7 separate regions of the Mus musculus genome follow, and all the other regions are linked to region 2. A link is a contact called in public Hi-C and HiChIP or PLAC-seq data. All regions are on one chromosome and are shown on one strand. Each heading gives the region's core, a stretch centred on a gene start, on an enhancer-like site or on the middle of the called end of the contact. The rest is flanking DNA. Distances are from core to core; before and after follow the strand shown.

Evidence for each region. HiChIP or PLAC-seq counts read pairs in DNA pulled down with a chosen protein or histone mark. A called contact is a pair of places that touch in the nucleus more often than the background predicts.
Region 1: a contact with region 2 is called in an H3K4me3 HiChIP or PLAC-seq map of embryonic forebrain, with 6 times the contacts expected there. The contact joins the enhancer-like site here to the promoter of Kctd12 in region 2. A contact is called at or near these places in 4 of 39 promoter capture datasets (cranial neural crest, frontonasal cranial neural crest, liver and 1 more), 1 of 15 datasets of contacts at CTCF or cohesin (large pre-B cells), 1 of 484 Hi-C or Micro-C datasets (uterus) and 10 of 115 datasets of contacts at active chromatin or transcription factors (VIP interneurons, craniofacial prominence, embryonic basal ganglia and 6 more).
Region 3: an H3K4me3 HiChIP or PLAC-seq map of neural tube shows a contact between it and region 2, with 5 times the contacts expected there. The contact joins the enhancer-like site here to the promoter of Kctd12 in region 2. A contact is called at or near these places in 8 of 39 promoter capture datasets (the 3T3-L1 cell line, cranial neural crest, frontonasal cranial neural crest and 4 more), 1 of 15 datasets of contacts at CTCF or cohesin (large pre-B cells), 3 of 484 Hi-C or Micro-C datasets (embryonic stem cells, nephron progenitors and reprogramming fibroblasts) and 8 of 115 datasets of contacts at active chromatin or transcription factors (SST interneurons, craniofacial prominence, embryonic forebrain and 5 more).
Region 4: a contact with region 2 is called in an H3K4me3 HiChIP or PLAC-seq map of neural tube, with 7 times the contacts expected there. The contact joins the enhancer-like site here to the promoter of Kctd12 in region 2. A contact is called at or near these places in 4 of 39 promoter capture datasets (the 3T3-L1 cell line, frontonasal cranial neural crest, hippocampal neurons and 1 more) and 7 of 115 datasets of contacts at active chromatin or transcription factors (bone marrow-derived macrophages, cardiomyocytes, craniofacial prominence and 4 more).
Region 5: a Hi-C map of uterus shows a contact between it and region 2, with 4 times the contacts expected there. The contact joins the enhancer-like site here to the promoter of Kctd12 in region 2. A contact is called at or near these places in 3 of 39 promoter capture datasets (hippocampal neurons, liver and second pharyngeal arch cranial neural crest), 6 of 484 Hi-C or Micro-C datasets (cerebellar granule neurons and uterus), 9 of 115 datasets of contacts at active chromatin or transcription factors (astrocytes, craniofacial prominence, embryonic forebrain and 6 more) and 1 of 9 other capture datasets (embryonic stem cells).
Region 6: an SMC1A HiChIP or PLAC-seq map of large pre-B cells shows a contact between it and region 2, with 10 times the contacts expected there. The contact joins the enhancer-like site here to the promoter of Kctd12 in region 2. A contact is called at or near these places in 7 of 39 promoter capture datasets (the 3T3-L1 cell line, cranial neural crest, frontonasal cranial neural crest and 4 more), 1 of 15 datasets of contacts at CTCF or cohesin (large pre-B cells) and 6 of 115 datasets of contacts at active chromatin or transcription factors (SST interneurons, craniofacial prominence, embryonic forebrain and 3 more).
Region 7: an H3K4me3 HiChIP or PLAC-seq map of craniofacial prominence shows a contact between it and region 2, with 5 times the contacts expected there. The contact joins the enhancer-like site here to the promoter of Kctd12 in region 2. A contact is called at or near these places in 7 of 39 promoter capture datasets (cranial neural crest, embryonic stem cells, frontonasal cranial neural crest and 3 more), 11 of 115 datasets of contacts at active chromatin or transcription factors (VIP interneurons, craniofacial prominence, embryonic forebrain and 7 more) and 1 of 9 other capture datasets (embryonic stem cells).

The regions. Positions count from the first base shown.
Region 1 is chr14:102,215,170-102,218,299 of GRCm38.p6, reverse strand. No RefSeq gene overlaps it. Among named protein-coding and RNA genes, the nearest start is that of Gm41232, 42 kb to the right of the region's middle. Within about 2 kb of position 1,544, at least 32 of the 459 cell types and tissues checked have an H3K27ac peak or open chromatin away from gene starts, as enhancers often do. A contact at or near this core is called in craniofacial prominence, embryonic basal ganglia and embryonic forebrain, where this site is marked.
Region 2 is chr14:102,980,984-102,984,073 of GRCm38.p6, reverse strand. Kctd12 (potassium channel tetramerisation domain containing 12) reads left to right here and starts at 1,437. Exons shown (of 1, transcript NM_177715.4): 1 at 1,437-3,090. The coding sequence starts at 1,634. The coding sequence ends at 2,617. Mir5130 (microRNA 5130) reads left to right here and starts at 1,442; the gene lies at 1,442-1,525.
Region 3 is chr14:102,160,568-102,163,836 of GRCm38.p6, reverse strand. No RefSeq gene overlaps it. Among named protein-coding and RNA genes, the nearest start is that of Gm41232, 12 kb to the left of the region's middle. Within about 2 kb of position 1,841, at least 6 of the 459 cell types and tissues checked have an H3K27ac peak or open chromatin away from gene starts, as enhancers often do. A contact at or near this core is called in neural tube, where this site is marked.
Region 4 is chr14:102,289,589-102,292,953 of GRCm38.p6, reverse strand. No RefSeq gene overlaps it. Among named protein-coding and RNA genes, the nearest start is that of Gm22347, 38 kb to the left of the region's middle. Within about 2 kb of position 1,398, at least 2 of the 459 cell types and tissues checked have an H3K27ac peak or open chromatin away from gene starts, as enhancers often do. A contact at or near this core is called in neural tube, where this site is marked.
Region 5 is chr14:102,013,806-102,017,052 of GRCm38.p6, reverse strand. No RefSeq gene overlaps it. Among named protein-coding and RNA genes, the nearest start is that of Gm41232, 160 kb to the left of the region's middle. Within about 2 kb of position 1,937, at least 6 of the 459 cell types and tissues checked have an H3K27ac peak or open chromatin away from gene starts, as enhancers often do. A contact at or near this core is called in fibro-adipogenic progenitors, second pharyngeal arch cranial neural crest and uterus, where this site is marked.
Region 6 is chr14:102,141,318-102,144,378 of GRCm38.p6, reverse strand. No RefSeq gene overlaps it. Among named protein-coding and RNA genes, the nearest start is that of Gm41232, 32 kb to the left of the region's middle. Within about 2 kb of position 1,443, at least 4 of the 459 cell types and tissues checked have an H3K27ac peak or open chromatin away from gene starts, as enhancers often do.
Region 7 is chr14:101,983,038-101,986,014 of GRCm38.p6, reverse strand. No RefSeq gene overlaps it. Among named protein-coding and RNA genes, the nearest start is that of Gm41232, 190 kb to the left of the region's middle. Within about 2 kb of position 1,449, at least 26 of the 459 cell types and tissues checked have an H3K27ac peak or open chromatin away from gene starts, as enhancers often do. A contact at or near this core is called in craniofacial prominence, where this site is marked.

The DNA.
Region 1 (3,130 bases), core at 295-2,794, 770 kb after region 2:
TCAACAACAGTCTTCCTGGGGAAGCAATAGTTATAACAGGTACTGAATTGATTAAAAGAATGAAGGGAAGGGACACTATGGGAGCCAAGGAAAAAACAAATGCAAAAGGGCTGAGATGGGATGAATTTGACGTGGGCAAGGAACTCAGCGAGCAATGGAGGTGTAGAAGAAGATGCTTTGGGGAAAGGAAACATTGGTTAAGTGATGTGAAATTTAATAGGTAAAGATAAATAATTTATAGATGCTGATTTTATTCTCTTTGCTACAAGATGCTGTATTCCCAAAGTTTCAGGGAAAGAATGATGACACCAGACGTAAGCTATAGAGAGTGGAATGGCAACAAGGAGTCTTCCCCCATGATGAGAATACATAGAAAGCAAAGGGCTATGTGGTATATTATATTATCCATGGCAACAGACATGATAAAAGGAAAACAGAAGTGGCCAAAATTTGGTTATCTATATCTATATATCTATACCTATCTCTATATCTACATCTCTATATCTATCTCTATATCTATATCTATCTCTGTTTATCTCTATCTCTATATCTATTCTATCTCTATCGCTATCTCTATATCTATTCTATAGCTATATCTATATGGAGATATCTATATGGAGGTATATATTTGGATATATATATGGATGTATATATATATACATATATATATATATATAATTTTCTGAATAATAAAATAAGAAAGATAGAGATAATTTCTAAAAAACAGCCACAAGAACTTGCTGATGCACTTGCTGAGGGGAAAGGGGTAAGTTGAAGAACTTGACTTCTCTGGTAATGGAATCTCTCTGGAACTGTAAACTGTAATAAATTCTTCCTCTTATAAGTTGCTGTGGTTATGTCTTATCACAGCAAAGGAATCGCATCTAAGCTGCAAGTTTCTGTGACTCTTGGATTAAGGAACAAAAGGAAATTTTATGGTTACCAGGGTGCAAATGATGGTAATTCTATGGGTTAGGCATCGTTTGCAGACATGAGAAATAAGAGCTGAAGAGACTGTCAGGGAACACTTCAAGCACTGACCATTTGGCTTCATTATCCATGTAAATCCCCTGCACACAACTAATGTGGATGAAAAAAGCGAGCGACTGGGGTAAAGTAGCCTGACTTGCAATCTGTAACTGAGCAGCAGAGCAAGAATTTGATCCCTTCCATCCCAAAATACAAAAGGTTATACAATCCTAGGCACTAGGCTACAGTGTCATCAATGTGACTGCTAACTAATGCCTTTTTAAATATCATCAGTGAAAAAGGGCATATTCAAAAGTATGGTTGGAAACAGATGAATGAACTAAACAGTACACAAAGCATAGTTTATGATATTTTACTTAATCCCTGGTAAGTCTATGCTGTAACAAGAATTATGTCATTTAGCTCTTAAAAGATTTACGTTAAGAAGTTGGTAAATGCTAGAGCCATGATTGCAGTTATCTTAAAATAACTCGCTCAATTAGCCTTGGTATGTGCAGAGGGGGCAGGGTGGAGGGATGGGATCACTGTGAATGATGCACAGTGTTTGGCATGCTAACAAGAGCTATAAAGCAGGACTGGGAGATGTCAGCATGCACACACACCACCGCACAGCTGCTGCTTGCAAATTGAAAGAAAAATATTACCAGGCAGGCATCAGGAGCGGTAAAGCAGAATTTTAACACTGCCAAAAACCTAAAGACTAATCAGAATGGAAAGGAAAAAAAGAAATGGGCCAAGGATCATATTCGATTGCAAAAAAACTGAAGACATTAAATGATGTATTTAAGCATATTGTGAAAAAATCAGAAATAAAATGCTGAATTTAATCACTTAGGTGGCTGCCTCAGATAAAATTCAGACACATTCCATTATGACGTAGTTTCTTTATGCCACAATGTTCAAACAAAATAAAGGAAAACTGATTTCTCCATTTTGTTTGCTAGCACATTCACAATCTCTCCTAACACAAGGTCAAAATAGGAAAAAAAAATCTCATCTGTGCATTGACTAGGCAAAAGCTCTATATTCTAACATCTGTTACACTAGATCTAGGCATGCAACCAAGCATCACTTCCCATGTGCAAAGTGACAGAATATTGATACACACATAGTTTGAATGTTATAAAGGTGAAGGGGGCTAATACAGGTGATGTGCACATAAGAAAGCACTCAGCAAACAATAGTTATTTCTAGATCCTGCCCTGTATGATATGTGGGCAAGTACAAAGAAAAAGTAAAACCCACATCTAATGGGAAGCAAGATAACATAAAGAGTCAATTCAAGGCTCCAGAGATGCTCTGAGAGAAGTACCTGATGTCCAAGTGTGGATCCCCAGAATCCAGACAAAGCTGTTCACAGTAGTGTGTACATCTTGTGTAAATCCTAGAAACACAGCAGCCATATGAAAAGCAGAGACAAGAATGCTTTTGAAGCTCACAGGCCAACTAGCCTAGGGAACACAGAAATTAACAAGAGACCCTGATTCAAATAACATGAAAGACAGGGACTGTAGCCTGAGGCTGTCCTCTGACCACTCTGTACACACCATACAACACATGCCCTTACTTAAACACACACACACACACACACACACACACACACACACGGGGGGGGGGGGAGAGAGATTCAAGTCAACGCAGATTGAGACTGAATAGTGGTGGAATTCAGGAAAGGAAGCAATAGCATGTGGGCATGTGGGGTGAGGACTTATTAGGGATGGTTCAAAGAGAATATGAGAGAGCAAGAAGCAGAAGGAAAATAATAAGGTTCCCCTGTCTGCCTGTTGTAGCTGATGATGTAGTGATGGCATACAGCTGAACCGAGTCACAGCCCTGCTGTGTCTTTCATGTTCCCTCATTCAGAAGTACACAGAACTAAAGTGGAAGTGGAAGGTCAGCCCGGTGGTTCAACCCCTTGAAGCATTGAGAAGTTAGCTGTGTTCCATCACATGAATAGTCCACAAAATAATCACATGTTTGTTTCTTAAGATAAGCAGCAGAGTTTTAGGAAAAATTTCCCTTTTAGAGTATTGGTTCCCAGGTGTTGAACTGATTTCTGGTTTCCAGTTGGGGAAATGACCACTTGGGAATTCCACTTTTGGAAATGTCTTAGCATGGGATTTGGTCTATCATGCTTGAT
Region 2 (3,090 bases), core at 188-2,687:
AGAGCATTTATTAAAATTGTGGTTTTTCAGAGTCTCCTCTATCTTGGGCTTCTTGAAGCCCTTATCTATTTATTCACCAAAAACCAACGATCAGATAACAGACCACAAATTTGAGATTTCAGAACGTGCCAAGTGCAAAGATGGGAATTTGAAGAGCAACCTGTCTCATTCCCCTGGGAGACCATGGAAGGTTTCCCGGCAGTGGCAGAATTCTGTGGGCTGAAATTTGTGCATGACTCCAAACGCTGAACAAGTAGGAGTCCATAGAGAGCATGGCTAAATCTGAAGGGCCTTCAGACCTACACAGCCTTTCTTCTCTGGTGGACGGTCTTGTAAAGTACAGAAGAGAACGATGGAGGGAGGAGGAGAACACGGGTTACTGGACCTTTAGAACAGTTATGCATGGGCTAAAAGTAAATTATTTTCTATACGTGCATTAACATTTCAAGGAACAAATAAAACATCAGCGGAATTTTAGTAAAATAATGAAATACTAGTAAAATCATTAAATACTAATAATACGAATAAAAGAAAATATTAGATTGGAATTTTCTGGTGCGATTTACAGATGGCTGAAAGCAACCGGAGGCCTCACGTCCCACTATTGGAGGCGCTTATTAGCTTTTCTTGCCCACGCAGTGTAAGCCCCTCCCCCCCCCTTTGTGTCCACCCAACTTCCTCTCCTAGTCATTTCTGCTCACTGCAGTACTGTGTTGTGGTTTCCTAACCAAAGACTTTATGCTCTCGCAAAATAATCTAACAGAGCATTTTCGCGAAGCATTCGCTTGTGGTTTCTAGGGATTTTTCGAGGCTATACGCTAGTCACATAGTCACGTGAAAAACCTTTGGGTGGTCTGGACTTGAAGGGACCGGTGCATCCTTTCCAAGTTAGTGTCTCTTCAGAACTTCCAGAGACCCGGGGATGGATCTCCAACAGCAGCGCTCTGCACTGTTAGAAGCGGGTAGGTCTAGAGGGCGCTAGCCGCAGGCAATCAAGCTTTTCCACTCTGCCAGAAAGTTTCCAACCCCTTCTGGAGTCCCCGGGTGCCGGCTGCGGTCAGCCGAGAAGGGCGGCGGGAGGGGAGGTGGGAACACAAGAGGATCGCTTTAGTGATCAGCCTCCTGGAGAAGCGCCTGGAGGCTCTGACCCACTGCGGAAGAGGAAGAGGAGCTGGGCCCGGAGCGGGTGGGCGGACGGGCGGTGACAGTCCGGTCGTCCCCCGGAGCGCGCGGGTCAGGGTGGAGCCTGCAGCCCCGAGCCGCGTCAGCGTTTAGCATGCAAATGCATTCCCCGCTCCTCCCCCACCCCCACCCCGCCCCAGCCCTCCCCGCCCCGGGAGCGAGCTCAGCGGCTCCGCAGCCGCCCACCGCCTCCTGCGCGCCGCGCCGCCCAAGCGGGCGGCTCTACTTAAGCGGCGCGCGGGCCGCGACCCGCCACTCGCCTGGAGCGCGCGGGCGAGGCAGGCGCAGCGCACCGGGGCTCTCGTGGGCGCACTGCTGCGCGCTCGCACCGCGCGGCTCTCAGTGGCCGGCCGCCGCCTGAGCGCAGGGCTCCCCGATAAGAGCCGCTGGGGCTTCCGATCGCGACCCCGCTCCCTGCCACTTGGCCCATCCGGGCCACCTCTTTTTGGCCATGGCTCTGGCGGACAGCACCCGAGGATTACCCAACGGGGGCGGAGGCGGAGGTGGCAGCGGCTCGTCGTCGTCCTCGGCGGAGCCGCCGCTCTTCCCGGACATCGTAGAGCTGAACGTGGGAGGGCAGGTGTATGTGACCCGGCGCTGCACCGTGGTGTCCGTGCCCGACTCGCTGCTCTGGCGTATGTTCACGCAGCAGCAGCCGCAGGAGCTGGCCCGGGACAGCAAAGGCCGCTTCTTTCTGGACCGGGACGGCTTCCTCTTCCGCTACATCCTGGATTACCTGCGGGACTTGCAGCTCGTGCTGCCCGACTACTTCCCGGAGCGCAGCCGGCTGCAGCGCGAGGCCGAGTACTTCGAGCTGCCGGAGCTCGTGCGTCGCCTCGGGGCGCCCCAGCAACCCGGTCCGGGGCCACCGCCGCCGCACTCGCGCCGCGGGGTGCACAAGGAGGGCTCTCTGGGCGATGAGCTGCTGCCGCTGGGCTACGCAGAGCCCGAGCCGCAGGAGGGCGCCTCGGCCGGGGCGCCTTCGCCCACGCTGGAGCTGGCTAGCCGCAGCCCGTCCGGGGGCGCGGCGGGGCCCCTGCTCACGCCGTCCCAGTCTTTGGACGGCAGCCGGCGCTCCGGCTACATCACCATCGGCTACCGCGGCTCCTACACCATCGGGCGCGACGCTCAGGCGGACGCCAAGTTCCGGCGGGTGGCGCGCATCACCGTGTGCGGCAAGACGTCGCTGGCCAAGGAGGTGTTTGGGGACACCCTGAATGAGAGCCGGGACCCCGACCGGCCCCCGGAGCGCTACACCTCCCGCTATTACCTCAAGTTCAACTTCCTAGAGCAGGCCTTCGATAAGCTGTCCGAGTCGGGCTTCCACATGGTGGCGTGCAGCTCCACGGGCACCTGCGCTTTTGCTAGCAGCACCGACCAGAGCGAGGACAAGATCTGGACCAGCTACACCGAGTACGTCTTCTGCAGGGAGTGAGCTCCCCACGCCCGCCCCTCGCCACTCCGGTGCCCACTTCCCTTCCTCCCCTCGGGGGACAGGATTATAGATGCCCTCGCTTCCTCCCTGTTTCCCGATTCCTTCTGCCCCCACCCCCAGATCTCCTAGTAGGTCACCCAGACCCGTCTGCACCCCACTTGCGAATCTGCAGCCACAAATCCTCTGGGCGTCTTCATCATCTTTGGACCCCACTAGCCGAGAGAGTGTTCTGATGTAGCCCTTCACTCATGCTTCCTCTACTCCTGGCCTCCAACCACCCTTCCCCCAGATTGTCGTGATCTAGTGGGACAGTCACCAAGTACCTGGGAATGACTGAATTGATCAGAATCGGATTGCACGGTGTCCGGCGTGCAGTTCGGACGAGTCCTTGACATCTTAAACCCTTTGACTCCATAGCGGTTTCAGAGATCAGAACTGAGAGTGCTGTGTGGAGAGAGTGCTTTAAAAGGTTG
Region 3 (3,269 bases), core at 592-3,091, 820 kb after region 2:
AGTAGTGTCATATCTCTAAGGGCAGTCAAGTGAGAGACTTTCTGTCCCTGCTACTCCAAAAGTCAAATGCGCACTTGAAGATGACACAACTCTGTCACTCAGCTGTCCAAAAAGATGGACACCCATTTGGCATGCAGATTTCCCTCTTTTCAGTTAATGGTCCAGTGAAGTCAGGGACAGTTTCCATGCATATTATAGAAAGGAAATGACCCTAGTAAGGGCTCGACACTACTTGCCACTGCATGTGCCAGGATTTCATTTGTAAATGATGGGAAAAGTTGGAAAAATTGGCTCTGAATGTTTTGAAACCTATTTTCCCATTCTATCAGGAACTGCGTGTGTTCAACATTCTTACTGAGGCCTTAGGAACCCATGTTAGCCCCTCCCCTCAAAGTCCCTTCTCACCTATGTAATAATTATCCAAAATCACTGAAGAATTATAAGTGGAAACCCATAAACAATCATCATTCTCACATTCTCAGGTTTTGAATTTTGACTGATTGACTTTGTCATTTTCTAGGTGACTTTGCACATGTTATCTTTGATACAATGCATTTTTCCACACGATGTTGACATAAAGTCAGATTCAACCAAATTCAGCTGCTGGAAACAGTGGTTTGTTTATCAGATAGCCATGGTGCACACAGGTTTGGACTTTGACAAGCAAAAGCTAGGTTCTCAGTATTTATGTCCATGAAGAAGCCACAGGTTGCTTTTTTGTACTATTTATAGCACTGACAATGTTTACCACCAAATCTCTTTCCTATGTTTACCAATGCCGAACCAGCAGAAACTAATCACTTAGGCAAAAATTTGAAATGTGACATATTTTAAATGCTTTTCTTTTATATTATCAAGATAAATGGCTATCTGAACCAGTGATTCAAAATGAAAAGGAAGTGTGTGTTTTATTCTTAGAGAATGAAACTGGAAACAAACTTTCAGCTTCCTTCTGCTTTCTTCCTCATCATTTTCACCCATCAAGACACCAAAAATCTCTTGATTTCTTCCTTGTGCTCCAAGAAAGAGGATGACATTTTCTTACCCATGTGTGTGCATATAATCTCTTCTTCTTATGTGTGGTAAAAGAATTCAATGTCATAGAGAGTGCATTTCAATAAAATTAATATGAGTGACTTTTCTTCTATGACTATTTATCAAAGAGTTAGTGGGATTTTACTCCAGCCTCCTTTTTGGCTCTCTAGCCATGGGATCTCCACCAAATGACTACAGATAGTATGTGAAACACAGTATAGACTATAGAGAGTAAATTGCACAATAATATACAGTGTTCTCATCTTTAAGATAATGGTTTGAGGACCATTGTGAGGAAAATACTCATGAAGAGAGAGAGAGAGAGAGAGAGAGAGAGAGAGAGAGAGAGAGAGAGAATGAATGGCCTAAGAGAATACTTCATGAAATTTCCCAAAAGCTTTTAGGACAACTTTTCTGAGGAGTGTTTTACTGTGTAGGTGATTAACAAAGTTATTAACACAGCCAAAGGGTTAATTCTTAAGGAAGAGGATACTAGTTCTGTTTGTTTATTTTTGTTTTGTTTTGTTTTAATTGTCCTTCTGGTGGACACTGCTCTTACAGTCTTCCTGGAAGTTCAGAAAAAAACCCAAGCTCAGCTCCAGCTGTAGCCAGTCAGCTCAAAACTAGGCTGGGATGCATGACACTGTCTCAAAACTAAACAAACAAAGCCGTAATCATTTGTACAGTGGTGCTTTTAGAACTATTAAATGCTTTTCTTTGTTCTAGCTCCACTCCTTCACCCTCTGACATGTACTGTGTCTTTATAGACAGTCTCAGCTGTACTTTGTCTTTTCTCAATCCCTTCTATATGAGACCAGGACCTTTTGTAAGTGTCCCCTGAACCTTAACATGACCATGTGAACAGCTTTTAAGGAGGAATGGAGTTTTACTCAGCCATAAAATAGAATGATCAATTGATACATGCTATACTCTAGATGAACTCTGTTCATTGTTCAGTGACATGCACAGAGTGACTAATGGTTTGAATTGCCTGATGCACACATCCCTAGCCATGGAACAGGAGACTGACACTGCACATCCATCCAGGAAACTCAGAAAAGTTGTTCTCTAGATCCACATGAACACTATGGTGCATGAACACACACGCACACGCACACACATACACACACACACACATACACATGCACACATGCATATTAATTAACATTTAAGCAGAAGCACACATAGAAGAAAGTTATATATTAATCAGTTGAAGAGAATATTGCCACAAAGTAATATTGGGCAGCCAACTCTGCATTTTCCCCAGGAACTATGACCTAGTACTTACTAATTCACTCTTCCAGCTGAAGTTACAGAATACAGCATCATGACTGATGAGAATCAGTTGTATGCCAAAAAAAAAAAAAACAATGTCTGTAAATATTGGCACATAATAAAAATAAAACTACTTTCATGTAAGTAAGAATTCTTTTAAAAGCTCCTATAAAACCAGATGATGTATTTTAGTCAGAAGTCACAAAGAGAATTAATCTCTATGTAGAAAGCCATAGAAGATGTATAAAAACAAATCCCTTGCTAAAAATGGGTACTAAGCATGTAAAAAAGTTGAAGGATTTCTGGCTTGTAAAATAAAAGCAAGCATTTCATATTTCTGCTGTGCCAAACAAAAATTAATTTTAACATATACTACCATCTAAGTAAAATACCACTATAAAATAGGAATGGAAACTGTAAAAATGCATCTGTCATAAAGAGTTTATGGCAATCTTGAACCTTACAACTTCATATTCCAGGTCTTCTGATGAATCCAATTGGTTCTCTTCATTGCCCACATCTACTGCATTAAAAGACTAAAGTATTGCTATTAGAACAATATATTCCATTCCCTACCGGCAAGGGTATTATTTTTGTATACCTTGTGTCTTATTTTTACAATATATCATAAGACTTTATCTTATTCACAGAGATGTGGCCTCTTTGCTATTGCTGATATGGCATAAACTTTTGAAGCCTTTTTATCACCAGTTTTATGACTTCGTCTACATTTTTCAAATAGCTTAGCAAAGAAGTGCCTACAGTTTCACAGCAATTCTCACAGATTCCAGAATCATATTCTCTGAGCTAATATGATGTTCTGAATAACAAATGCAGTTACATAAGCCTCACACAGGTCTACTAATATCAAAATGATAACTGCTAGATATGTTTGCTCTTTCCAAAGCACACGTTAGATTAGATTGGCAGAGCTATACATGCTTATGCTTTAGAGGACC
Region 4 (3,365 bases), core at 149-2,648, 690 kb after region 2:
ATACAATTAACTATATGGACTCAACAGGCTGTATTTTAAAAGTATATGTGTGTATATAAATACATATAGGCACACAATAATAATTAGTGAAAAAGGGGTCCATAAATTTGAAGAACAGGGAGGGATATACAGGAAGATGTAGGAGGAAAAGAAAGGGAGAGATGTAATCAAATCACAGTCTCAAAAAAAAAATAGACAAAAAGAAACCCACATCATATGAATATATAACAATTTCAAATAGTTAAAAAATAAAATTAAAACAACAACCACAAAGTAAACAAGCAACAACAAAATGTACTGGATTTAGTGTTGTGTTCCTGTCATCCCAGGCTAGACAGGAAAAGCTCACAGACTTGCTGTCTCCCTTCTTAACCTAAGTCCTCTCCTTCTTCTTCTCCTCACATTGACTTTACCAGAAAAAGGAATAACTTGTTTGCTTGTTTCTGAACACAATTCTGTCATCTCATGATGTCTTTACTAGGATACATAACTGGGTTGTTACTCGTGAAGGTGGTAGTGATGATGGAGTGGTGGTGGTGGTGGTGATGGTGTTAGTGTGTGTTTGTTTGTGCGTGTGTGTATGTATGTGTGAGTGTGTGTGTGTGATTTTTGTTTGCATTGTTTTCTTCTACTTTAGAGAATGAGAATTTTATAAGACCAGAGACAGTCATCCTAACTCAGAAATTTTGACACTCCCGTCATTGACTGACACATGATTAGAGCTCAATAAATATTTTATGAAATAATAAGCAAACATAAAAGCAAATGAAGTATGCTGAGGCCTGATAAATTCATTGTATTGAATATGTTGAGAAATATGTTGAGGTCTTAAATTCATTTGTATAGTAGTTTGTACACTGAAACTAAAAAGAAATTTCTTTTATCTTTATGCATAGACACACACACACACACAAACTGGTCATTTTTATATGTGGTATTTATTTTTTCTTCTGTCTACACTTTTTTTTGTATTTGGAACTTGATTTCAACATGCAAATGAAGTATAAGATTACTGTAGGATAAGACCTATTTTGTGCACATATCTGTATGGCTTTAAAATCAAATACTAAAAATCTGAAAAGTTAATCATGATGCCTTTTGTAAGGTCAGAATTGTTATGCATGGCAGCCCAGGGACAGGTTCTAACAAGAGTTTTTCACAAAACTAATCTCACAGTGGTTGGAGAATTCAAGGCTTACATCCTATTTGTATTTTCCTCTTTAAAATTCTGGAGATATTTCTACTGAGAGCATAGCAGCAGAACACAAATTTCCATAAATTGGTCCACGCAGGGGGATTTCTAGACTTTTCTTTTCTCCCTCTTCTCTATTGCTGGGTTTAGAGGGTCAAAAGACTCAGGGTTCAAAACTGTGATCTACTGAGACTATGGATTTGTCACCATGGCAACAAGCAAAATAAATCAGTAAGCAAGGATAAGAGAAAATACACTCCTCCATTGTCCTGCAACAAGCAAGTTATCAATGCAGCAGAACTCTTTCCAAATAAGACAGCAGTCCTATTGTAAAGGTGACTAATGCCACTTCTATCCCTCTACCTTCTGACATTTTCTTCTGCTCTAAAAATGGAACTACTTAAATGACTGGGCATTAATTTTGAGGTAGTCCATACTTTACTTGAAATTGCAATTCTACCTAATACTATCAATTTCTCACTTTAGTGTACAAACTATTCAAGGCTAGATTAAGTATAATTGGAAGTTAATGATTTCTTTTTGCCTAAGTGGGTTGAAGCATACGAACTAGAAGAAACATTTAGTTAGCAAATATGAACAGCAGAACTTAGAATACGTTTTGCATGTGAGGAATCAGTCAAGCAGTCTCAGAAATGTAGTTGCTCATAGAAAGCATGCTGGCTCACTTGAATCTGGAAGAAGCAAAGGAACTGGATGAAGAGTTGGGCATTCTACCTTCTTTCATTATCAGCAAACCTATCTGATTGATAACCACACAAGGTTGCTCCCTATGGCATACAACGGAGTGGTAGTGACTATGCATGTAAGGGTTATGACATGGGAGTGCTATAGTGGCTGACAGCAGAGCTCTGAACTATAACAACTATTAGTTGTAGCATCACAATTTAGATTCAATAGTCCACAAGGGAAGAGATTATGTATTATTTTTAAAAATGTGATTGTACTTGCTATTGAGAAGATGCTAAATAAATAAATTAGAGGATGGATGGATGGATGGATGGATGGATGGATGGATGGATGGAATAAAGAGCCTATATTGAATAATCTATCCACTAAAGTTCACCTTTTGCTTTTGATAATGACATCCAGAGACAAATTTTTAAAGGATGTAGATTAACTTTTAATGAGCCCACCTAAAATAAGAGTGGATTTTTAAAGGCATTATATTTTTAAATCCCCTGAGTCTAGTATCCATTAATGTAATAATCCTTTAAGGTGACAAAAATCATAGACCAATTATGCAGATATCATTGAACAGGCAAAGAAGAGTTTATTCAACATGAATGCAATAAGGAGAGAAATCTAACTCAACTTCCCTGACAGAATGACAGAGTAGAAGCTGGTAAGAGCTAATAGGAAAGGCCACAGAATGTTAGAGAGCTGCCCAGGCAGTGAGGCTGAGCTGTTTGCATTTCTATCCCCTGAAGTTGGGCTCCTCTCCTGAGGCAGAGATGTAGAAGTACTGTCTTTAATGATAATTTCATTTCAAAAGGGTAATCCCCAGATTCTTGGAAAAAAAGTATTCCTATGCTGTGAGTCTGTGAGCAGATTTGCATATCAAAGGAGAAGAGAAAAAGTTTACAGATGCTTGTTGTCTGAAGCAAAGGCCTTAGGGAAGGGAAGGTTAAAAGTCTCTAAGTAGAAATTTGGTCAGACTGATAGAATGTTTATGACACCTTGGTCATGGTGGAGACTTCAATTTAATGAGGAAAGTGAATCACATATCAAATCCAATGCCAAGTGGTCAGCCCCAAGGACACACTTATGTACAGACACATTCCTAAATATATAATGCAACATACTGAGGTTTCATTTATGTAGTAAGGAGTGTGTGTATGTGTGTGTGTGTGAGTGTGTGTGTGTGTGTGTGTGAGTGAGTGAGTGTTTGTGTGGGTGTGTGGTGTGGTATGTGTTCATGAAGCAAGAATTGAAGAAAATGAGTCATAAATTTAAGAGAGAGAAAGTGGGTCCATGAAAGGGGTTGGAGGAAGAAAAGGAAAAAAGAAATGATGTAATTATATTATCATTTCAAGAATAATGTTATTGGGAAACTTTATTCATTTTGATTTAATTTTCATTATGATGGGGTTTCAAGAATGATAGCGATCCCAAATTAAGTTAAGCTGCCGTTTCATGATTTTTATTAAGAAAA
Region 5 (3,247 bases), core at 688-3,187, 970 kb after region 2:
CAATGAAAATCTGCCAATTTAATACATGCTATTACTCTGCAGAGACATTCAGAACTTGAAGTTCATAGAAATGCTAATAATTAGCCAGGCTCACATGCTACTTTGGGTATGCATATTTCTATACTTTATGCATATTTTCACCATTCCATAGCAACAAAAGCTTCTACTTCAAGCTCCATGCTAAGCCTAACTTCCTCCTTGTCAACCCCTAAAGAAACTGCCAGTCACTCAGGATGTATAGGTCCAGAAACAAGGTGCAGAGCCAAAAGGAACATCTGGGAAGCAATCCAAAATCAGGGCTACCATCTGCCTCTCCTAATAAGGCCACCCACCCCACTTTTTAAAACTTGAAAATAAACATTGTAAGACTGTTGTGATGAATAGGAAAACATAAAGGACAGCTTATATTGTTGTGTTTCTATTCCTCTTGTCCAGATGATGCCATTACCTACTTTTCCATGGCTCCTGACAACCCATAATAGAAAGCAATGAACTCGGTCTCCATAACAGAAAGCCATGGACTTAGTCCAGAAATCAAGGCAGTTTCCCAAGACACAACACCTACATCCAATAGGACTTAAACACGTATTCACCTGGGACTGCCCTTCTTCTCTCTTTCTCCTCTTCTGTGAATGGCTTTGCCTATCTTGATCACTGTGCTTTGCTTTCCTGACATCCTGCTGACCACCGTCCTTGGCATTTAGTGTTCAACAAAGAATAGACCAGAGAAAACCCATTCTAGTCCTCTTAAGGTAATCATGAATAAAAAAGCTGGCATTTTTAGCAGGTTTCTGTGAGTTCTTGAGTTTGAGGCCAGCCTGGACTTTCATTTTTTATTTCTTCCATTAAATGTATTCTTTAAAAAAAAAACTGTGTATATTCAGTTATATACAATAATCTCATTATTTAAAATACTAAATTTCTCCCAAGAACTCCAAATACATTACAGATGTTATAAGAATTCTCACACCAAATACCTTGGAACAAAAGGAAAGCAGACACTGTAATCTTTACAACTAAATCATTATACAATTTCACTGGAAAGTTTACATGATTGTTTCTCAATAGGCCTCCATGCAAAAATCTGTTTCTTTTTAAGAAAATTAAATTCTAATAATAAGTGACAATTTTCTGAGCTTAGTTTCTAGCAGTCTTATGATCAAGTTCCAAGACAGCCAAGGATCCATAGAGAGACTCTATGTAAAAAAACAAACAAACAAACAAAGAAACAAAAACAACAAAAGAACAGCCATTTTAGAGACAAAACACAATAATCTCAAAAATAAGACTGTGGTATGATTTTTTTTTAACTTAGCCCAGGGAAGATAGAAAACTAAAATATGACTTTTGGCTGAGTGTATCCAGTTTCATGGATTTAGTTGATAGCATTTGTCTGGCAGAATAGAGAATATTATAGAAGGCAGCAGAGGAGAAAAGTGAACTGAAGGTTTAAATAGAAGATGACTTCAATTTCTAGCAATGAAGCACATAAAATTTCATGAAGGGCCATGAGGAAGGCATCAAGGCAGAGCGTGGGGATCAAAGATGACATCACTCTAGCAGCTGGGTCATGGAGGCAGGGGAGCAGTGGTGGTTATAATCATGGGTAGATTCCAAACAAAGAGTGAAGGTTGCTGCTGCGAATAAGACAATCCAATAACGTTGCAGACTTTAGCCAGATCACGTAACTACTGGGAAAATGCCTTAAGGAACATTTTTTTTTTTTTAAGAAATGCTAAAGAGAAAAGACCAAGTGTGAGGTTTGGCAGAAGCTCGTGGCTGGCTGAGTTTGACCTTTGAATAAGTCTGCTGAAATTGACTCTGTGACGTCACTGATTCGCATAAAGAAAAACTAGAGCAAAGGTCAAGCTGAGTCTGCAGGTGTGGTAAGTCCTAAAGAAGACAGGAGGAGATGAGGTGTAGGCTGTGCTTCCCAGAAGATGGCATTAAAGATTGTGTGAGGAGGCCCGGGTAAGGCGCTACATCCGTAATGCTTGCACGAGGGGCACGTGAGTCAGTGATTTAACATGGCTATAAATGACGGCACCTTGAGTTTAAGTGTAAATATAAATATGCCAAGCATTAAATGTCTATATAAATATAAAAATGATCAAGCTAAATTACAGCCTGTACAAAGGCATGTTCCCTGCAGTCTCATTGTTTGGTGAAACTAAACAAGATAATAACACAAAGAATGATCCCTTATAAGTACTTACTGCTGGACATAATGCCTAAGGCTTTCTCACGTGCGTTCTCTCACCAATGCCTGAAATTTATGAGGTCGCTATTCATCAATGAGCAAACAAGGCACGGAGAGGCTACATTAGATATAGAGCAGAGCATAGAGACTAAGGCAAACATTACCCAAAACCTGTGCTCCTAAGCAGTTTATCGTCTCACCTACAGCCTGTAGATGTTCTGTTTCCTGTGCCATGAACAGTAGTGGTGAAAGGGGCAAGGCTCGTGCAAAGCACAGGGAAGGGCATCAGCGAACTATGGAGTTCACTCATAATAGAAGTTGGCATCTCATGGGAGAGAAATACAGTTGTGAGCAGTTAGGGCTGTCGAGTCAATGCCATATTGGCTGGGAAGCACTCTTCCTTCTTTCAGGTCCCCCAGCTTCACCGTGTGCCCTGAGTTTGGACTCCAGCCAGGAACTAGGAGTAGAAAAGAAAAAACCAAATGTCAAATGCAAGCTTTCCATAAGCTTCTGTTGAATGTTTGTGCTTGTGTCCTTCCACGAGAAGGAAGAAGACAGGATCATCTAGTCTTGCAGTGATGCAGAGAGATGCCATTGTCTGCATAGGCTCATGGCTTAGGAAACAGAAGAAAATAGATTTGGAGATGGTAAATGAAGAATCATGGTCCTGGTTTGAGGTTTTAAAATGTGGTGGGGAGACTGAAAACACCTCTCATAGTCAGCCTCTTGTTGATTGGTAGGAGGGTGTGTAATACCATAATCAATAACGGAGTAAAAAACATGAGACGCACACAAAGGGAAGGTCGTAGAGAGGAATGGACAAATATGACTGAAGAATCACTGTACAGCAGTTGGATTATGAGGCTACATTAAACAAACCATTACAATAATGGGATTTAAAAGTCATAGTTACTGTAAAATATAATAATAATTCTGAATTTCTTTAAACCCTGTAAATATAAGACATAAAATATTCAAATGAATTTAAGTATTTCTCCACAGGCTGTGAAAACACAAGTCACTCAAAACAACAATTAACACTCCAGC
Region 6 (3,061 bases), core at 194-2,693, 840 kb after region 2:
TCACTGTTAAGAGCTTGTTCTTCAGGTGACTCTGTTAGCCTCTATGAGCAGACCTGGAGGGTAGCACTCTCCTTAGTTTCAGTGGGCAGAGTATTCTCTGCAGGCAAGCTCTCTTCTTGCAAGGCAGGTACCCAGATATCTGGTGTTCGAACCAGACTCCTGGCAGAAGTTGTGTTCCACTCACTAGAGGTCTTAGGATCACGTGTGGAATCCTGTGTGGGCCCTTGCAGGTGTCAGGCGACTCAGCTGGCAAGGTAGCCGGGGCTCGAGTGGAGTGGAAGGGGTTTGTGCCCCAGATCAAGCCCGGGTAGCCTGCTTCCCTATGTACCGCAGTCTCAAGTTCCACGCGATTGGATTGGGGTAGGCGCTGTGTTCCACTCACCAGAGGTCTTAGGGTCCCGTGGGGAGTCCCGTGTGGGCCCTTGCGGGTGTTGGGCAAGACTCTGCTGTCAAGGTAGCCCGGGGCTCCAGTCTCGAGTCGAGCGGAAGGGACTTGTGCCCCAGATCAGGCCCGGGTAGCCTGCTTCCCTATGTACCGCAGTCTCAATTTCCGTGCGATTGGATTGGGGCAGGCACTGTGGTCCACTCACCAGAGGTCTTAGGGTCCCGTGGGGAGTCCCGTGTGGACCCTTGCGGGTGTTGGGCAAGACTCTGCTGGCAAGGTAGCCCGGGGCTCGAGTCTCGAGTCGAGCAGAAGGGACTTGTGCCCCAGATCAGGCCCGGGTAGCCTGCTTCCCTATGTACCGCAGTCTCAAGTTCCGCGCGATTGGATTGGGGCAGGCACTGTGGTCCACTCACCAGAGGTCTTAGGGTCCCGTGGGGAGTCCCGTGTGGGCCCTTGCGGGTGTTGGGCAAGACTCTGCTGGCAAGGTAGCCCGGGGCTCGAGTCTCGAGTCGAGCGGAAGGGACTTGTGCCCCAGATCAGGCCCAGGTAGCCTGCTTCCCTATGTACCGCAGTCTCAAGTTCCAAGCGATTGGATTGGGGCAGGCACTGTGGTCCACTCACCAGAGGTCTTAGGGTCCCGTGGGGAGTCCCGTGTGGGCCCTTGCGGGTGTTGGGCAAGACTCTGCTGGCAAGGTAGCCCGGGGCTCGAGTCTCGAGTCGAGCGGAAGGGCAAGCCCCATTTCTTATGTTAAAGTACAATTTTATAGATTTTTATAGCAAATGGTGAAATTTCAAGTAAAAAGGTCTCAAAATACCTCATAATTTAAGATTGCTTAGTGTCTTAAAATTTAAAAGCCACTAACAGAATTCAATGTAGGAATTCTAAATTATACTAATGCATCTCTAAATATCACATGAGGAAAAAAAGAATTATCAGCAAACTGAAAGGAAGTCATGAATGTTTCAACAAAGTGAGAAGTTTACGGCTCTCCTACCACAGAGATAAAAAGGGTTGTGAGTTAATCACCCATTAAAATTCCAGCAATGTTACATTGCCAAAGGCCAGTGAGTCTTCAAGCTCTGCTGCCCACAATCTAAACAGTTCTGCTCTAAACCACAGCACAAAGGAAGAGGAGGAATCTCCAGCAAGAAGCTCAAAGGCTCAACCCCTTTATAACCTGGTACAGAGGATTTGTGTATGATGTGTTATCCGAGGCCACATAGCCATGACTAAGTGGAAAATTTTAAAATAAACCATCACATAGAAAGGCAAAATGTCAAAGAGCACAATGAAGATGTTTAATGGGAAGTATTTCAAATCCTAGAATTTTCAACACCAAAACTATCAAAAATATATTTGAAAATCATTTTTCAAATATTTTACATAGTAATTAATTATACACTTGCATGTAATGTTTACAAAGTAATAATTTTATGGACTACTTATAAGGATAATACTGGGAATAGTGCACAGCTAGAAGAAGAATGTACTACTAAAATTTCATCAAATTACCCTGACTCATAGAAAGCATATATAAAAATTGTACTTATGGTGCAATAAAAATTATAATTGACAAGTCATAAATATTATAATTATCCCAGCATATATATTATCTCATATTTCTACGCATGTGTGTGGTATACTTATTTAATTTATCCACAGCTTTCTAAGTATTTGCTTATGTATATATCTCTGCCCCTAGCTAGTGAGTACACTAAAGACTTGGGTGATGAGTTTTCTCTTTGTAACTCCTTTAAAATCTGGGCTTCAACTGAAATTAAACGAACAATAAATTGATCAAAACCTTTCTTTCTTAATATTCTGATATCCATTAAAATTAATTTCCAAATTAAGATAATGTCTTAATTATCTTAATGAAGTGATACCATGAATGTAAATGAACAGGTCACTGGCTTTTAAATTTCATACAGATTTTATACAGCTCTCTTTCCTTCTTATCCACAAAGCTTGTAAATAAACAAGCTCTCACAATATGAGGCTCACTGAATCTATTGCCAGGGAAACAATGCAGTTGCCTCTTCCAGTGGCCATGCACCTCCCTGTGCTGCTGCTAGTTTACAATTTTAAAAAAACAAAACCCTTGGCTCATTCAGCAAAGTGTTGATCTTCAGTATCTATCTACACTGTGGCTGATGCTTAGCAGAAACTTCAACTTGTAATCTTCCGCCTGAGAAGAGTAGTAACTACACATCAAATATCCTAACTACAAGTGTGCTAGAGAAGTGTTTGGGGTTGATGCTTGCCTTCACCAACAGTTTTCCTCCCAAACAAGTTATGTACCATCTACTATTGCTCACGACTGAAAATTACACCAGCATCGTTGCCATATTTAACTATAGCTGGGACGCACCCCTTGTCATGATGATTATTGAAGTTTTCAAAGTATATACAGTAATACCCCTGCAATGTGTAATGTTTATAAACCAAACTCGATTTGTGTGGGTATCTTCAACTCATGTTGTCTTACCCATCAGAAGTAAATTATTTTGAAATAAATACTGATAGTCATTTTTAAAAAAAATTTATAAGATGTTTTCTTTATTTACATTTCAAATGTTATCCCCTTTCCTACTTTCCCCTCTGAAAATCCCCTAGCCCTTCTCCCCTCTCCCTATTCACCAACCCACCCATCCACTCCTGCTTCCTGGCCCTGG
Region 7 (2,977 bases), core at 200-2,699, 1.0 Mb after region 2:
TGCAATCATATCTATGTATGGTTTCTATTCCAGTTAGAGACGACCTGAGCTGTAAACCTTAAAAAGTAGTCACACAGCCAGGGCATTCACCGGCAGCAAGATGCCTTACTATGTGATGCACCTAAGATGGGAACCTTGACTCTGGAGAGAGAAGAAGGGTGAGTTGTTTGCTTTATTGACTCTAAGGCCAGCGTGTCTCATTGAGAAGAGGGGTGGCAGCTATCACTTGCTTTTTCTGTGAAAATTCTAGGAACTTGGAGTTTCTCTATATAGGCATGTCTTAAAATATGGTTGTAGGCAAGAAAAGTGCCCCGCATCTATAATTCTGGCACTCAGGAGGCGAAGAAAGGAAGATCTTGAATTTTATGCCAGCTTTATCCACATAGCAAGATTAGGTTTTAAAACAAACAAACAAACAAAAATGATTGCAAGCATCAGGCTGGTAAATTAGTATTTTATATAACTTTGAGTATAGGCAATAACTAACAATAAATAACTTACACTTACAAGGAATGACAAAAACTAACAACAACAACAAAAACAATAATAATAATAATAATAATAGTTTTGATTGAACTATAATTATATCATTCTCCCTTTTAAAATCACGACCTCCTTATTTTTAGTTTTGATTGTTACATATACAGAAATACGTACCTACAACTTGCTCGGTCTGTTGAGCGTTCCTTATATTTATATGATTTCAGGGCCGACCACTTTGTATTAGGTAACTAATGGGGGTGGGGGGCCTCATCCCTAGGAAAGACTGTTTCTCGTCCTCTCTGAGACCATTAGCTGTCTGTAGTCCCTTGTCTTTGAGTGGGGACCAGTGAGATTTCCACGTTCCAGGCTAGTGTAGCTACTGGTGTTGTGCATGTCCCGGTCTTGGCTAGGCAGCCATGTTGTTGAGGTACATTGGTAGCTCTTCCCTGTAGTTTCTTCCCTGCCCTGTCACAGATTCCCTGTTCCTCCAGACCTTAGAATTGTTCCCACCTCATCTTCCGAGAAGGTCCCTGAGCCTTTGGTGTGGAAATTATGTGTATGTGCACCAACTGGGGCCAGACATCTCATACATCTCTGCATTTTGACCACTTGTGGTTTTCTGTTATGATCTCTGTTGAAAGGGAGTAAGCAGAAACTAAGAAATTCAGAGGAATACAAAATGAGTCATATTTGTCTTAGACTTCAGAATTACGCAGTGCTCTCAATATAACTCAATACTTAATTCATTGAATGATCTGCACCTACCAGCTGATTAAGGACCCTTAATTACCAGGAAGCACTTAGAAAATGTGAAGAGCTGTATAAATGTTAAGGGCATTATCGCCAGAAGTCTCTCCAGTGCTTTCTTCCAGGCAAGGCAAACAGCTCTTTGTTCCCATCTGTTTTGTGTTTGTTTTCTCCCACCATGAACAATTCGTTCCCACTTGTAATCTTATTTTATTTACTTTGCAACTCAGAACTAATCCTCTCCAGGGCTAGAGGAGGGTATGCTGTCTCTGAACTCTACCCTATAAGGAAGTCTGCTGACAGCCTGCCAAGCATTGAATTGTGCTTTAAAAAAAAAAAAAAAAAAATGCATAAAACACAGGATTCAGTAGAGAGGAGGAGATAACCCAAAAATGGCATTTTCTGCCAAGATATAGTCAGGACCAACTCTCTGTCATGGAGGAAATGACATGAGAGGCGAGAGAGAGACAGAGACAGAGAGAGAGAGAGAGAGAGAGAGAGAGAGAGAGAGAGAGAGAGAGAGAGAAAGAGAGAGAGAGAGAGGAAGAAAGAGGAGGGGGGAGGAGGAGGAGGAGGAGGAGGAGGAGGAGGAGGAGGAAGGAGAAGAGAAACGAAAAGATAAAATGCTAAGCCTGGTAGAAGCCAGGCAGAACTAAGTTACAAAGTTTGAATACAAAATTCAGTGTTCTAAATTACCCTACCCTCTAAGGTAGCTTTCTGTCGTGTCTGTCAATCTAATGCCGATATTTGCTGTCCCTCTATATTCTTCTTCGCTACCTCTGTTTTATGCAGATGCAAACAACTATCTTTTCTAATGCAAAACACCAGGACCCAGATGCAAAAGCTATCTTTTCTAGTTTCTCAGAAGAATCCACCTTGTTGCCCTCAGACAGAATGAGATGTGCAGCTTTTGCTGGTGATTGGTCCGCTGAAGAGACTGAGGGCAGAAGCTGATGGCAGAGCACAGACAACAAGCAATTCAGAAATACACGGAGCTCATCTTGTTCCCCAAATCCTCTCCAACTACACTGCTGCCTGCCATCTCCACACAGCCTGAAAATCACAAAATATTCCTTCTTGCCATATAGCTGCTGTTGAGACTTTTTTTCTACCTGGAAATACCCACTGGGTCTCATGCTCTGCCCCAAGCAACTTACTCCCTTTCCCCCAAGAGATATTATAGAAATAAATCATTGTTTGGCTTAATAGCTTCGTCTTAAATGTAGACTATATTGGGCATAGTCTACTGTGTTGTATCTACACTAAAGAGAAACTGACATACTGTGCTGTAGTTTCTACAAGACTTCCTATTTCTGCTTTGAATCTTCCCATTATTCTCTTCTCTCCTTCCACAGTCACTGACATTTTCTAGTAAAATGAAGAAAGTAGCCACTCTAATAAAACTCAGAAGGCTCAGCCAAAGAGCAAGCAAAGCTGAGAGCTACTCCAAACTACTGCCCTTGACTTTTCAAGACTCTCACTTTAAGGACATGCTTGCCAACTGTCATCTTACAAGAACATTACTATAATGTTGGTTTGGGGAAATTAATTTGGAAGAACTAGTCTCCAAAACAAGGGCTGGTGTTATTATTACATTGTCATTCAAGCATTCTGCTGGGTAGCATGAATCATTTTATTTGTTAGTTACCAAAGTAGATGATAAATTATCTATAAGTCCTTTGTTTCCACTTAAACATCATTCCATATAGCCTCTACAATGCATTCCCAATGGGCCCAAGTGTATAAC